2 separate regions of the Zea mays genome follow, and region 1 is linked to region 2. A link is a contact called in public Hi-C data. All regions are on one chromosome and are shown on one strand. The core of a region is the stretch at or near the end of the contact, and the rest is flanking DNA. Distances in the headings are between cores, read along the strand shown. Region 1 holds the start of LOC100284837 (2-methylene-furan-3-one reductase). Region 2 holds the start of LOC100274041.

Evidence for each region. Hi-C and Micro-C count contacts between places; a contact is called where the count stands out from the background.
Region 1: a contact with region 2 is called in a Hi-C map of ear, with 5 times the contacts expected there. The contact joins the promoter of LOC100284837 here to the promoter of LOC100274041 in region 2. A contact is called at or near these places in 6 of 25 Hi-C or Micro-C datasets (ear, leaf and tassel).

The regions. Positions count from the first base shown.
Region 1 is chr1:224,461,175-224,467,700 of Zm-B73-REFERENCE-NAM-5.0, reverse strand. LOC100284837 (2-methylene-furan-3-one reductase) reads right to left here and starts at 3,193. Exons shown (of 4, transcript NM_001157732.2): 1 at 2,661-3,193; 2 at 2,250-2,573; 3 at 1,998-2,157; 4 at 1,449-1,885. The coding sequence starts at 3,071. The coding sequence ends at 1,620. It overlaps LOC103643331 (phosphoglucan phosphatase LSF1, chloroplastic), which reads left to right. Exons shown (of 10, transcript XM_008666489.4): 6 at 15-230; 7 at 361-469; 8 at 616-728; 9 at 860-1,007; 10 at 1,207-1,597. The coding sequence ends at 1,329.
Region 2 is chr1:224,272,178-224,279,058 of Zm-B73-REFERENCE-NAM-5.0, reverse strand. It overlaps LOC100274041, which reads left to right and starts at 3,206. Exons shown (of 5, transcript NM_001148422.1): 1 at 3,206-3,355; 2 at 6,831-6,881. The coding sequence starts at 3,301.

The sequences.
Region 1 (6,526 bases), core at 1,944-4,443, 190 kb before region 2:
CTGGATGTTTTCAGAGAGGTTGATTCATTGGACCTAAGAAAGAAGCTTCCTTTTTGTGTTGGTCTTCTGTTGCGTCTTATAAGGAAGAACTACCGCATATATGTGACTTGTACCACTGGATATGATAGATCACCAGCATGTGTGATATCATACTTACACTGGGTTCAAGATACACCTCTCCATATTGCTCACAAGTTCATCACTGGTTTGCACTCTTGTAGACCTGACAGGTAATTATGGTTGAGCAAAAATATATCTTGTTAGATGCTTAATCAAAGAGGTGGTTGCTTACTGTGATTGCTGCCACAGTTGTTTTTATGGTTATCGGTTTCAGAACTAAAAAGTCGTTTAATGATGCAGAGCTGCAATTGTTTGGGCAACTTGGGATCTTATTGCTTTAGTTGAAAATGGAAGGCATGATGGTAGTCCCACACATTCAGTTTGTTTCATTTGGAACAGTGGTAGGGAGGTGAGTTCCTTTTATACAAAAAAATATTACGGAAGAGTGAGTATTTGGCATAAAAGATAATTTGTTCGAGTCAGTGTGAGACCCCATGTATGGTCTTGACAATCAATAACTTGAGGGGGTTAACTTGCACGTGACATTGGCTCTAGGGCGAGGATGTAGAGTTAGTTGGAGATTTTACAAGTAACTGGAAAGACAAAATAAGGTGCAGCCACAAGGGTGGCTCAAGATATGAGGCTGAAGTTCGACTTCGACATGGAAAGTAAGTTGCCACTTGCTTGTTTTCACGGCTGTGGATATTTATGAAACAACATCTGTCTATCCCATCATCTTCTGATCTCTTTGCTGCTGATGGTTATTGAGTTTACTGAAACTAACCCTATACTCATTTAGGTACTATTACAAATTTATAGTTGGGGGCCAATGGAGGCATTCGACTTCGTTGCCTACAGAAACAGATGAACATGGGAATGTCAACAATGTGATCAGAGTTGGCGACATTGCTCGGATTCGTCCTGCTCCAAGCCAGCTACATATAAAAGTATGTTAATCCACTGCCTTCAGTGTCTCGATTGAACTTCCCACCTGTGTTCTTCTTTGCAATTTAGGCATTCTCTCATATTTTCACCAATCAAACCATATATGAGTTTTTAGGTAATAATTTGGAATAGTAGACTATGTAGCTACTACAGCCAACAATAGTATCATATTATAATACGATTGGCATCTCTCATTGGCAGGACCCATCTGTTGTTAAGGTCATAGAAAGGGCGCTAACTGAGGACGAGCGGTTTTTATTGGCGTTTGCAGCACGCCGCATGGCATTTGCAATCTGCCCAATCAGACTGTCCCCAAAGCAGTAGACGTGTCGGTCGTCCTTCTCCGAGCGGAACCAGGCGTCATCGAGGATCAGCGATTTTCGAAGCTACAGAAAACTCATGTATGTAACAACAGAGGGGCTTCTTACTGTATGTACCCGTTCACACAAAACCTGGAACGTGGCTAAGTGTCTCAGCAATGGGCACAATGTACACCTCTTTGTAATTCCATGGACTGTATACCTGAAATGAACTCCATTTTAGACTGACACTCTTGATATAATCGGAGGCCGGCTCGCAAATGGCCAGTGAACAGGCTCTGCAATCTACAGCTCTCATGGGATGGGAGAGATGACTACTTTGCCGGTTGCCCTCCCGGTCTCAAGGTAGGAGAACGCCTCCACAACCTGCGAGAAGGAGAAGGGCCCCTCCGGGTCGATGAGTGGCTTCAGCTTCCCTGACTCGAGGTACGGGTTGAGCTTCTCCAAGACGGAGCCGTTGGAGGTGACGACGAACCGGAACCCTGGAGGGCTGACGGCGCCGGTGAGAACCACCACGCTGCCGCCTTCCTTCACTACCTTGACAGCTTTGTCACCCTGACCTGAATGGATCGATGGTGCAAAGGGCAGATCATGTCAGCCGAGGCCTGAGGGTGGGTGACGGATTTTTGTTTTTGTGTGTGCTGGGCATGTGTTTGATGATGGTGATCTTACCGACTCCGTCGAAGACAATGTCGTATTTGTCCGGTAGCTCTTCCAAGTTCTCCTTAGTGTAGTCGATGGCGACATCGGCACCTAGGCTCTTGAGCAGCTCGATCTTCTTGGTGCTGGCCGTCGCAGCTACCTTGGACGCGCCGTAGACATGCTTCGCTAGCTTCATTCCACATCAAGAGCAGAGGCAGCAGCATTGCAAGGTTGAGTTCAGTCTTCGGTACGTACGTACCCACACCAACATGCAAACAGTACCTGGATCGCAAGGGAGCCGACACCGCCGGCGCCACCGAGGATGAGGACGGACTTGCCGGCGGATATTCCTGCCCTCTCCAGGCCCTCGTTGGCGGTCTCGACGGCTAGCGGCAGGCTGGCGGCCTGCGCGAAGTCGAGGCCCTTGGGCTTGAGCGCCAGCAGCTTCTCCTCGACGGCGGTGTATTCCGCCAGCGAGCCGGACTGCTTGGGCCCCTGCAGCGGATTCTCGCTGACCATGCCGTACACCTCGTCGCCTTCCTTCAACTTCTTCACCTGGCTGCCCACCTTGACGACGACGCCGGACAAGTCGTACCCCGGCACGGTCTGCAGTATCACAGCAGAGGGTTCAGCACTCCCAGAAGCAATAATTTGCAAGACGATACGAGTACGAGGATAGCTGTATCATCAGACCGGGAGAGGGGAGTCGGTGGCCTGGAACTTGCCGGCCCGCCGCTTGGCATCGACGGGGTTGAGCGCCGCGGCGACGACCTTGACGAGCACCTGGTCCTCGCCCACGGCCGGCACAGCCGCGGCCTCGTCGAGCTTGAGCACGCCGGCGTCCCCGTACGCGTCGTACACCCAGGCCTTCATCACCCCGGGCACCTCCGTCGCCACCGCGGCCGTGGCCGGGGACGAGGACGCGGACACCGCGACGACGCACCGTCCCGACCGACCAGCTTCCGAAGCTGTTCTTCTACCGGCGGCGACCCTCGGCGCTGACGACGGGACGACGAGCTTCACGGGAGCCTGAGGCGGCCGCGGCAAGAAGTATGATCTCGAGTACGAAGTGGCCGGGATCGACGAAGAGAGGAACGCGTGCATTTTTTTTTTCTCTCTCTCGATGGCTCGTCTCTGATCAACTCAGTTCAGAGCCTGTGCTTATGAGCAAACGGAGCAGGATGAACGTTGCAGGTGTTCTCTGCTGCTCTGCTTCACTGGCTGTTGTTATCCGTTTGCGGCCGTCAGGAGTGGCGGGTAGCGCTCGGGGAGACGACACTTGTGGCTTGGATTGGCGCGAGTCGCACTGCCAGCGTCGATGGGCAAAGTGTTGGGTGTAGAAAGTTCGATAGCGCTCCAGATGGCCGCTCCTCTACACGACTACACCGTCAGGCTCGGTGGACGGACAGGGGCAGAAATGGAGGGGGACGCACGTAGTTTGGTTCAGACCCAACGATTCCCCTTCCCAAATCCTCCATATTGCTACTTTCTATTTATATTAAATAAATATTTTTTCTTAAATACTTTTCCTCTATTTCACCTCCTCTCCAACATTTCCTTCCATTTAGATCTCTTTTACTTTTTAATTGAGCTATTTAAATTTTTTTACGTCAGTTTTGAGTTTTAAAAAATATTACTCTCTCCGATCTCGACGCCAAACACCAGAGATGGACTGTCTGGCGGTGCTCTCTATGGAGGCACGGACGATCCGTGGTCCTAGATCGACGGTCCGCGACATGTGCACAGGAGCGGATCCTCCTCTGTACGTTTCCGAATGGTCCATGCCTAAGTCTCGGACGTCCGCGATGATGCAGAGGGTCGTCTTCTTCGCAGCAGACCTATATCTCGCCTACCGGAAGAGACCCCGTCAGGGAGGAGAGATCCAAGGGTGTGTCTTGGCGTCGGCAGACCATCCAAGACTTCTCTAGTCGACGTAGAGCCGAAGAGAGTTGAAGATTCGATGTAGAGGAAGGCTAAGCTAGGACTAAACTAGGGCTACTCCTAATGCATAAGGTACAACGATAAGTAGAGTTGTTGGATCGATTTTGGGGGTTCAATCGGCCGTAACCCTTCATCTATATAAAGGGGGAGCTCTGGACCCGTTACAAGTCGTTTTCCGAGTTAATCCCGCAGGTTTTGCTAACAAACCCCGCAAGAAATCTGGAACCCTAACTGATTCTACGCACGCGAGGACGGTGAGTGCCGCCACTGCGGACCGTCCGGACCGCGGACAGTCCGACCTATAGGGCCAGACAGTCCGGTTGTCCATTCAGGTGTTCAACATATGTCCCTGCCTTTTGGTGGAGGTTAACGAATCAAAAGCATATGTACTGCCAGCACTCTTCGGAAAACAATAGATCTCACAAGTCGTCTTGTTCCCAAAGTAAGAACTACGCCAGATGCAAGTCACCAGCTTTTTAAATCAATAGGGTGATCATCCAATAGAGCTCTAATGCATAAAGGTCGTTTTGGATTGCACTTTTCTCGATCATGACCATCTGATCAATGGATCAAAAGGTATAGAATGGAGGTGGCCCCATTCTGAATAGGCCAATGGACTATGCGTGTACCACGGGTTCATCATTATATCATTCCACATTTGAACATGACAATATATCGATGATGAGTAGGTGGGTGGAAAGTATCCTGGCATCACTGGATGAATAGGCGATGCCATATGTCCTTAAAGCCAAAATATGTCCTTAAAGCCAAAATATGTACCATAGTCTAGTTCCCATATGTCCTTAAATCCAAAATATGTAATAAGCTCACCAGTTTCATCGTCTATGGCCTCGCATCGAGCACCACTATTTTGTGACATGCTCTTTTGTCCTTGGACTTGGTAAAAATGTGAATCCACTAATGTCATAGGTTTGCCATGTCGTAACCTGGCGTGATGGTCGAGATGCCAACCCCTTGATGGTTTTATCTTCTATTGTTTCTTCATGTGGAATGTCCTTCACCATTAGCCATGTGTTGAACCGCTGCTTGTGTTGCTTCATTACCCAATCATTCGTATGCCTAGGATTTTGCTCGCGAAGCTCATTGATGTGTTGTTGGATAAATGACTCCATTATCGCTAGCTGATGTAGGATGTTGTGATGCGCCTCAAGTATTGTATTGTAATCCGGTGGGATGGAAAATTTATGTCCCATCCTCTCGCTTCCATACAGTCTATCATCGTGTCGTGACGAACACAAACCTATTGCAACCTAGTCTTTTAGGATACTGTTGCAGAATGGACCTCCAAACTCAATGCCCCCTTCGGTAAAGCACCCCGCTATGATGGATGCCTCGGGATGAGCATGGGTTGATACATAGCCATTCAGTATTGACATGAAACACTCATATGTTCACATTTCATGCAACTACATAGGACCCAATGCCTCTGAAAGTCGCCTAGAGGGGGGGGTGAATAGGGCGAAACTGAAATTCTCAAAAATAATCACAACTACAAGTCGGGTTAGCGTTAGAAATATAATCGAGTCCGCGAGAGAGGGTGCAAAACAAATCGCAAGTGAATAAGGAGTGAGGCACGTGGATTTGTTTTACCGAGGTTCGGTTCTCGCAAACCTACTCCCCGTTGAGGTGGTCACAAAGACCGGGTCTCTTTCAACCCTTTCCCTCTCTCAAACGGTCCCTCGGACCGAGTGAGCTTTCTCTTCTCAAATGCTTGGAACACAAAGTTCCCACAAGGACCACCACAAGATTGGTGTCTCTTGCCTCAATTACAAGTGAGTTTGATCGCAATGAAGAATCAAAGGAAGAAGAAAGCAATCCAAGCGCAAGAGCTCGAAAGAACACAAGCAAATCTCTCTCACTAATCACTAGAGCGTTGTGTGGAGTTTGGAGAGGATTTGATCACTTGGGTGTGTCTAGAATTGAATGCTAGAGCTCTTGTAAGTAGTTGAAGTGGGAAAACTTGGATGACTTGAATGTGGGGTGGTTGGGGGTATTTATAGCCCCAACCACCAAACTAGTCGTTTGGTGGAGGCTGACTATCGTATGGTGCACCGGACAGTCCGGTGCGCCAGCCACGTCACCAGGCCGTTGGGATTCGACCGTTGGAGCTTCTGACTTCTGGGCCCGCCTGGCTGTCCGGTGGCACACCGGACATGTACTGTAGAGTGTCCGGTGTGCCAGCGCGCGCGTGCCTGACTTCTGCGCGCTCTGGCGCGCATTAAATGCGCCTGCAGGTGACCGTTGGCGCGAAGTAGCCGTTGCCCCGCTGGCTCACCGGACAGTCCGGTGTACACCGGACATGTCCGGTGAATTATAGCGGAGCAATTTCCCGAGGCTGGCGAGTTCTAGAGCCGCTCTTCCTTGGGGCACCGGACACTGTCCGGTGTACACCGGACAGTCCGATGAATTATAGCGGAGCGCCTCTGGATTTTCCCGAAGGTGACGAGTTTGACTTGGAGTCCTCTGGTGCACCGGACACTGTCCGGTGGCACACCGGACAGTCCGGTGCGCCAGTCCAGAGGTGCCTTCGGTTATACCTTGCTCTCTTTGTTGAACCCATTCTTGGTCTTTTTATTGGCTAAGTGTGAACCTTTAGC
Region 2 (6,881 bases), core at 1,957-4,456:
GAGGACTTGACCTATGTTGAGAAGCCAGTGCAAATCCTTGAGGTTGCAGACAGAGTCACCCGAAGGAAGACCATCAGAATGTGCAAAGTCAGATGGAATCACCACTCTGAGGAAGAAGCAACCTGGGAGCGTGAAGATGATCTGATGGCTAAATACCCTGAGCTCTTTGCTAGCCAACCCTGAATCTCGAGGGCGAGATTCTTTTAAGGGGGATAGGTTTGTAACGCCCTGAATTTGGGGGTAGAATTTTTTTCTTCTTTTCTCTCACCAAATTCAGGCGTTACTCTTTTCTTTTCTCGTTCTCTCGCTAAACCTTGACCTTTTCCAAAGTTATAGCGGGGTTTGGCTTGGAATTCCCGTGTCAAGAAAAAAACCTAAATTACTTTATTTTGTGTGATGCACCATGCCGAATCATGCATTCTTTCGATTGCTTAAAAATGTAAGTTGCATTCATCTAGGAAGGTCGGATTTCGAAAAGGAGAAAAAACCTTTTCTCTATTTTTTTCTTTTTCTTTTCTTTCTTTTTCCCTTCTCTCTCTCCTCCCTCTTTCTCTCTCCCGCGCCTTGGGCCGCCCTTGGCCAGCCCAACCCCCCCCCCCCCCGCGCCCCCTTTGGGCTCAATTGGCCCATGCCGCCCCCCTCCCTTTATTTTCCCCAAAACCCCCCAATCCCTCTCCCTCCCTCTCATTTTCTCTCTTCCCCACCCTAGCCGCCGCCCCTGCCCAAGCCGCCGCCCCTGCCCCGTCGCCGTTCGGCCGCCCCGCTCGGCCGTCCCCGTCCCCGGTGAGGCCCCCCTCCCCCTCTCCTCCCTCCCCCATTCCCCCTCCCCTTTCCCCTCGCCGCTCGGCCGCCCCTGCGCCCCGATCCGGCCGCTCGCCGCCCAGCTCGGCCGCCATGGCCGGCTCGGCCGCCCCCCTGCGCGCCCGCTCGGCCGCCATGGCCGGCTCGGCCGCCCCCTGCGCCGCCTCCTGCGCCGCCCCCTGCCCCCCCGCCGGCTCGGCCGCCCCCCTGCGCGCCCGCTCGGCCGCCATGGCCGGCTCGGCCGCCCCCTGCGCCGCCCCCTGCCCCGCCCCGCCAGCTCGGCCGCCCCCCCCCCCCCCCCCGCCGGCTCGGCCGCCCCCGCCACTGCCCAGGCCGGTTCAACCGCCCCCTGGCCGGTTCAACCGCCCCCCTCTTTTTTTATTTTTTATTTTTTATTTATTCTCTTTCATTACTGTTACTTATTTTATTTTAGGTAGGTTAATCATTGTTCATGTTATTGGAATAGGAAACTTAATTTAGAATTTCGTTATGCTAGCTATTCATACAATTAATTGTTTATCCAGTCCAATGTTGATCAACTAAAAACGACTAGGTTTCCATTAGTGCATATAACTGAATTCTTTTGTTAGAACCAATTGTAACTAATCATTAGTGCATAAGCTTTAACCCCCCCCCCCCCCCCCCGCGCGAGACCTTTTCCCGTTTCTTTCTAACCATAACTGATGCGATATCGAATGTCATACTTAATGCATATTCACTTTATTTGTTCCCTTGTATGATGTACTGTCTGTTTCCCAATTTGAATGGATGAATGTATGTATGCTTGCAATCGCATAGAGAACGATCCGGTCGAAGAGCCCGAGGAGCTCGCAGGAGAAGCCCCTGAGCAGCAGTCGGTTGGTGGAGGCAAGTGTCCTTTGACCTATCTATGTCCTATTCATTATTTAATTCACCTCCCGCTTTACACATTTATGCCTAAGGATTGACTAGCTTTTGTTATCCATGTCCTTGTTCACCTATTTGGGTTGGATTATTACTGTTTAGCTTTATGCTATTGCTTAACTCTAATCAATGAACATGATGAGATTATCTATGATACGCTGTTTTCCCTTCTCTTATTATGATGTTGTACTTGTGGTCATCAAGGGGACTCGAGCGGTTTCTCGAGTGCCTCTCCGTAAGGACCTGTTCTATGGATGACCGCCCGGGAAAACAGTGCAACCATGAGGGTAGAATGGGGTGCCCTTAGCTGAATAATTAGAGGATCCGGGGTGTAGTTCACTTAGCCGTCGTGCCGTCAATGGGGCTCGGTGTATGCGGCTCGCTCTGCCAAGTTTGGGTTCGCCCCTTGGGGAGGAGTGCGGTGCATTTAGGAAACCTAACGGGTGGCTACAACCTCGGGGAATCTTTGTAAAGGCTACGTAGTGATGCCCTGCTAGGCCACCTAGGTAGTGGTCAATGGGGAGTAGCTCTCTCCGGGCAGAATGGGAATCACGGCTTGTGGGTAAAGTGCACAACCTCTGCAGAGTGTTTGAAAACTGATATATCAGCCGTGCTCACGGTTATGAGCGGCCAAGGGAGCTCCAATGATTAGTGGTACTTGATCAGAGATACTTTGGTACAGGTGGTTATGAGATCGATGATTCTGGTTATGACTATGGTGCTGGTAAGTGGTATTCTTTCCGTTTGGAAAGGGTACATCGGGTTAATAACTTGGGTTAATGCTAAAACTTGGCTTTCTACTAGTAAGTAATAATCTGACCAACTAAAAGCAACTGTTTGACTTATCCCCACATAAAGCTAGTCCACTACAGCCAAACAGGATACTTGCTGAGTATGTTGATGTGTACTCACCCTTGCTCTACACACCAAACCCCCCCATCCCCAGGTTGTCAGCATTGCAACCACTGCTCAGGCGAAGATGAAGTTGTGGAAGGAGACTTCCAGGAGTTCCAAGACTACGACGAGTTCTAGGTGTGGGTTAGCGGCAACCCCCAGTCGGCTGCCTGTGAAGGCCGCGGTTATCTACGTTTCTTTTCCGCACTTTGATTTATTGTAAGAACTATATGGACGTCTCAGACGTATGATGTAATCGACTATTTCCCTTATTAATACTATTTTGAGCACTGTGTGATGATGTCCATATTATGTAACTGCTGTGTACGTGAATAACTGATCCTGACACGTACATGGTTCGCATTCGGTTTGCCTTCTAAAACCGGGTGTGACAGTGTCTAGGCCAGCTAATTTGCCGGTTCTCTCTCCTCCCATGTAATTTGGCTGGGCTGGATAGCTGGGCTATTGGAGCAGGTACAGTACTACATGACAAGCTAAATTAGCTTTGCCTTGCCAAATAGCTGGCCTGTTGGAGCCAGTCTTACCCCTGCTATTTGTACCCGCCTTACCGCGCCCCCTAACCCTAGGCCCTCAATTCCACTCTGCCCGAGCAAGCCGAATTGTCGTCCGAATTCGCTCGCGGGGAGCACTTGCTACCTCGCGCCCGCCTTCTGTCGCGCGGATTCGTTGCTGCGCCTGGAGATGGACCCGATGGACATCGTCGGCAAGTCCAAGGAGGACGTCTCCCTCCCCAAATGTAAGCTCCCTGCCTCGGGTTACCCCGGTAGAAGCCATGTTCTGCCACCTTTTATTATGTGAAATTTCACGCCATTAGGGGTGTTGTGTGTGTGGCCTTGTTCTTCTAGGTCTGAATTATCTCGTTTGCTGGGTTTGGTTTCAGTAATCTTGTGAGATGATACGCTAGGAAGCTTGAATTTTGAAGTGATGCTATGAGGAAAGTTAGGTCTGTCCTAAATGCTATTTAATTTCTGTTCCAATCCATCCGTATGTAGGATGGTTGTCCTGGGCTTGTGGCGAAGTCTTGAATTTCGTGGATTGTGGATGGCTAAATCTGGCGGCCTTGTTGATAATCAGGGGTTAGTGGACCTTTTTAATTAAAATGGACTATAGTGGTGCTAGTTGATAACTGACGTTGTTGCCCCTGGATTCTTGTTTGTCTGCTAGTGGGATTCATGTTTTCTTAATGCTAAAAGATTGGACGGTACTTTTATGTCTGTGTGCATAGTCATGTAATGCCTAAACTGTTACGTTAAATGCATCTTTGGGCTCTCTTGCTTGGAGTTACTTGCTCCAATCCGGTTTTATAAGGTGTGTGAGTTTTGGGAAAAGACCATTATGTAGGGTGGATGGGGGAACCAATGAGTATTAAGCACAGAGTATCAATGCGTCACCTGAGCCTGTTAGGTCCCTTTAGAACCTTGTCGTAGTGCTAGCACTGGCCAAGAGAACACCACAAACTCATGTGACTCAGAAGAACATGATCTTGCTTTGGTGCCGCAAAGCTTGACTGCCTTTTCAATGTCTATTCCTTTGATTCAATGGAAGATTACATGGAAAGTAAATTGCAGTCCTACAATCAAACACGTAAGGCTGTTTTTTAACACGAGTAACATACCAAACTACACAGCAATCTTAACACTCATGATCAAACACGTAAAGGCTAATTTCCTAATATGGGTAACATACTAAACTAGCACCAAAGGTTTATTTCCCTCACTCCTAAGAATTTTGGTGTGAGCTACCAGCATCAATCATGCCAATCTTGGAGCGGAATTCCTGAAACTTTGTCTACATATGTCCCTTGACTGAGCAACGTCCCATTTGGTCCTTCACTTCTATGCTGAGGTAATAGCGAAGTAAGCCAAGATCACTCATCTTGAATGTAGCCACCATCTCTCTCTTGAACACCTTGACGTCTTTGCAGCTTGAGCCAATGATCACAAGGTCGTCGACGTACACCACAATTACTAGCTGCATATCATCGTTTCACCTAATGTAAATGGTGTGCTCCGATGGGCTCCTCCCGAAGCCAAGCGTCATCTGAGTGTCGTCCAACTTCTCTTTCCAGGGTCATGATGTTTAACGCAACCCGTACAACACCTTCCTTGTGCTCATTGATGGTGATGCCGAAACCAATTGGCTGCTCCATGTAGACCTTCTCTTGTAGGTCACCATTCAAGAATGTTGTCTTGACGTCCATGTGCACCTGCCATCCCTCATGAGCCGCGAGAGCGATGAGCAGGCACACCAAGTTAAGCCTGGCCACCGACGTGAACATCTCGTCGTAGTTGACGTCGTGTTGTTGCACATAGCCCTTTGCCACGAGCTCCACCTTGTGTTAAGTTACTATCCCATGCTTGTCTCTCTTCATGTTGAACACCCATTTCACCCCTATCGCTTTGCGATCGGGTGTAACCGTGTAAGGTCGGTGAGGTACCAAGTGCCATTCTCTTCGGTGGACCCAAATCCTCCATTATTGCATTCCTCCAGCTTGGTAGAGGCTCGGCCTCTGCAAAAGAGAAGGGCTCATATGAGGTTATTGCACAATTCCTCTGTCACTAGAACACATGGTGGAAAAATACATGGCGTAGCTGAGCCGATGATGCCGTTGATGTTGTAGAACTAGAGTGGAGCATCTTCATCATGGTCGACGTCTAGATTTTCGTCATTGATTCCATGTGGTGAGCTTGCTTCAACATCATTCACCTCACTAGGATGATCTTCAGCTTGTTCTTCGGTCGCCTCTATCGTGCTAGCAGTACGAATCAAGGTGATGTACTCCACCGTGAAGTCACCTCCATTGCACGTTTCACCTTCATCTTTCGAGTGCCTGAGTTCCATTGAGCCTTTTCATCGAACACCACATCGAGCGTTACATGAACACGCTTTGTGATGGGGTCATAGGCGCGGTAGGTCTTGGATCCTTGCTCATCGACAATGAAGATCATCTTGCGTCCACAATCCTCGAGCTTTGACATGTGTGGCGTCTTGGATCCTTGCTCATCGACAATGAAGATCATCTTGGATTCTTCTGATGCCATGCCTTGAACGAGGTAATACCATCCACTCTCTTTGTCAGGCACTTGTTCAACAAGGTACACAACAGTGCATACAACCTTACCCTAGAGTCATCTAGACAATCCTTTTGCCTTTAGCATGCTCCTTTCTGTCACCACCACCGTGCCACTCCGATACCAATTGTTAGGTCCCTTTAGAACCTTGCCGTAGCAAGCACTTGGCTAAGAGAACACAAATTCACGTGACTCAGAAGAACACGATCTTGCTTTGGCGCTGCAAAGCTTGACTTCTTTTCCAAGGTTTTTATCTTTGCTTGAATATAAGTTTACATTGTGGTCCTACATTCAAACACGTAAATGCTGATTTTCTAAAAATGAGTAACATATCAAACTAAGCAGCAAACTTAGCATTCATGATCAAACACGTAAAGGCTAATTTCGTAATATGAGTAACATACTAAACTAGCACCCAAGGTTTTTTTTCAACAGAGCCGAACTGTTCTTTGCATGGCACCATGCAAACTACTATGTGGCACTATACAGTTCGTTTCTTGGGGTATGCTTGTGTGCTCTGGACGGATCCAATACAAGGCTTCGACATGGCATGCATAGGACCACGGGAGCTCAGCATTTGGCGCTGGTTTAATATGATTCCTTGGTCTCTTGGCGCTCCTTGGTATATAGAATTTGAGCCCCTGTGCTTTACAAACAGGACTGAGTGGACTAGTAACTTAGTATAGTTTTGGTGGTTTCGAGTCTGAACTATGGTACTCGTCGCTGGAAATGTTACATCATGTAATGGTTTGGTTCTTTTGTGGCTTGGCTTGGTATATGAAATCTGTTCTTCTGTGAATTGTATGGCTGTTTCTGATAACATAGGAAAAGGGGGCTTTGCTTCATAATTTGATATGTTTTTAATGTAGGGATTATACTGGGAATGTTTGATGGGAATTATTATATACTAGTATTGGATGGATTATCTTTTAATTAATTAATATTGTACCATGAAATGTGAATGAACAATTATTTGGAGTTACAACTATGCTAATATAATGTTTTGCCAAATTAGTGCTGTGCAATTTGAATAAAGTTCATTGAATCTGGATAGGAGCAGATCAGCAGTTGACATCATTTTGTTTGCAGAGTTGTTTAAAATCTTCTACTGCTGATTGAACTTTCTGCTTTGCACTTTAGCAACAATGTTTAAGATAATTAAGGAGATGCTTCCTCCTGATGTACGAGTGG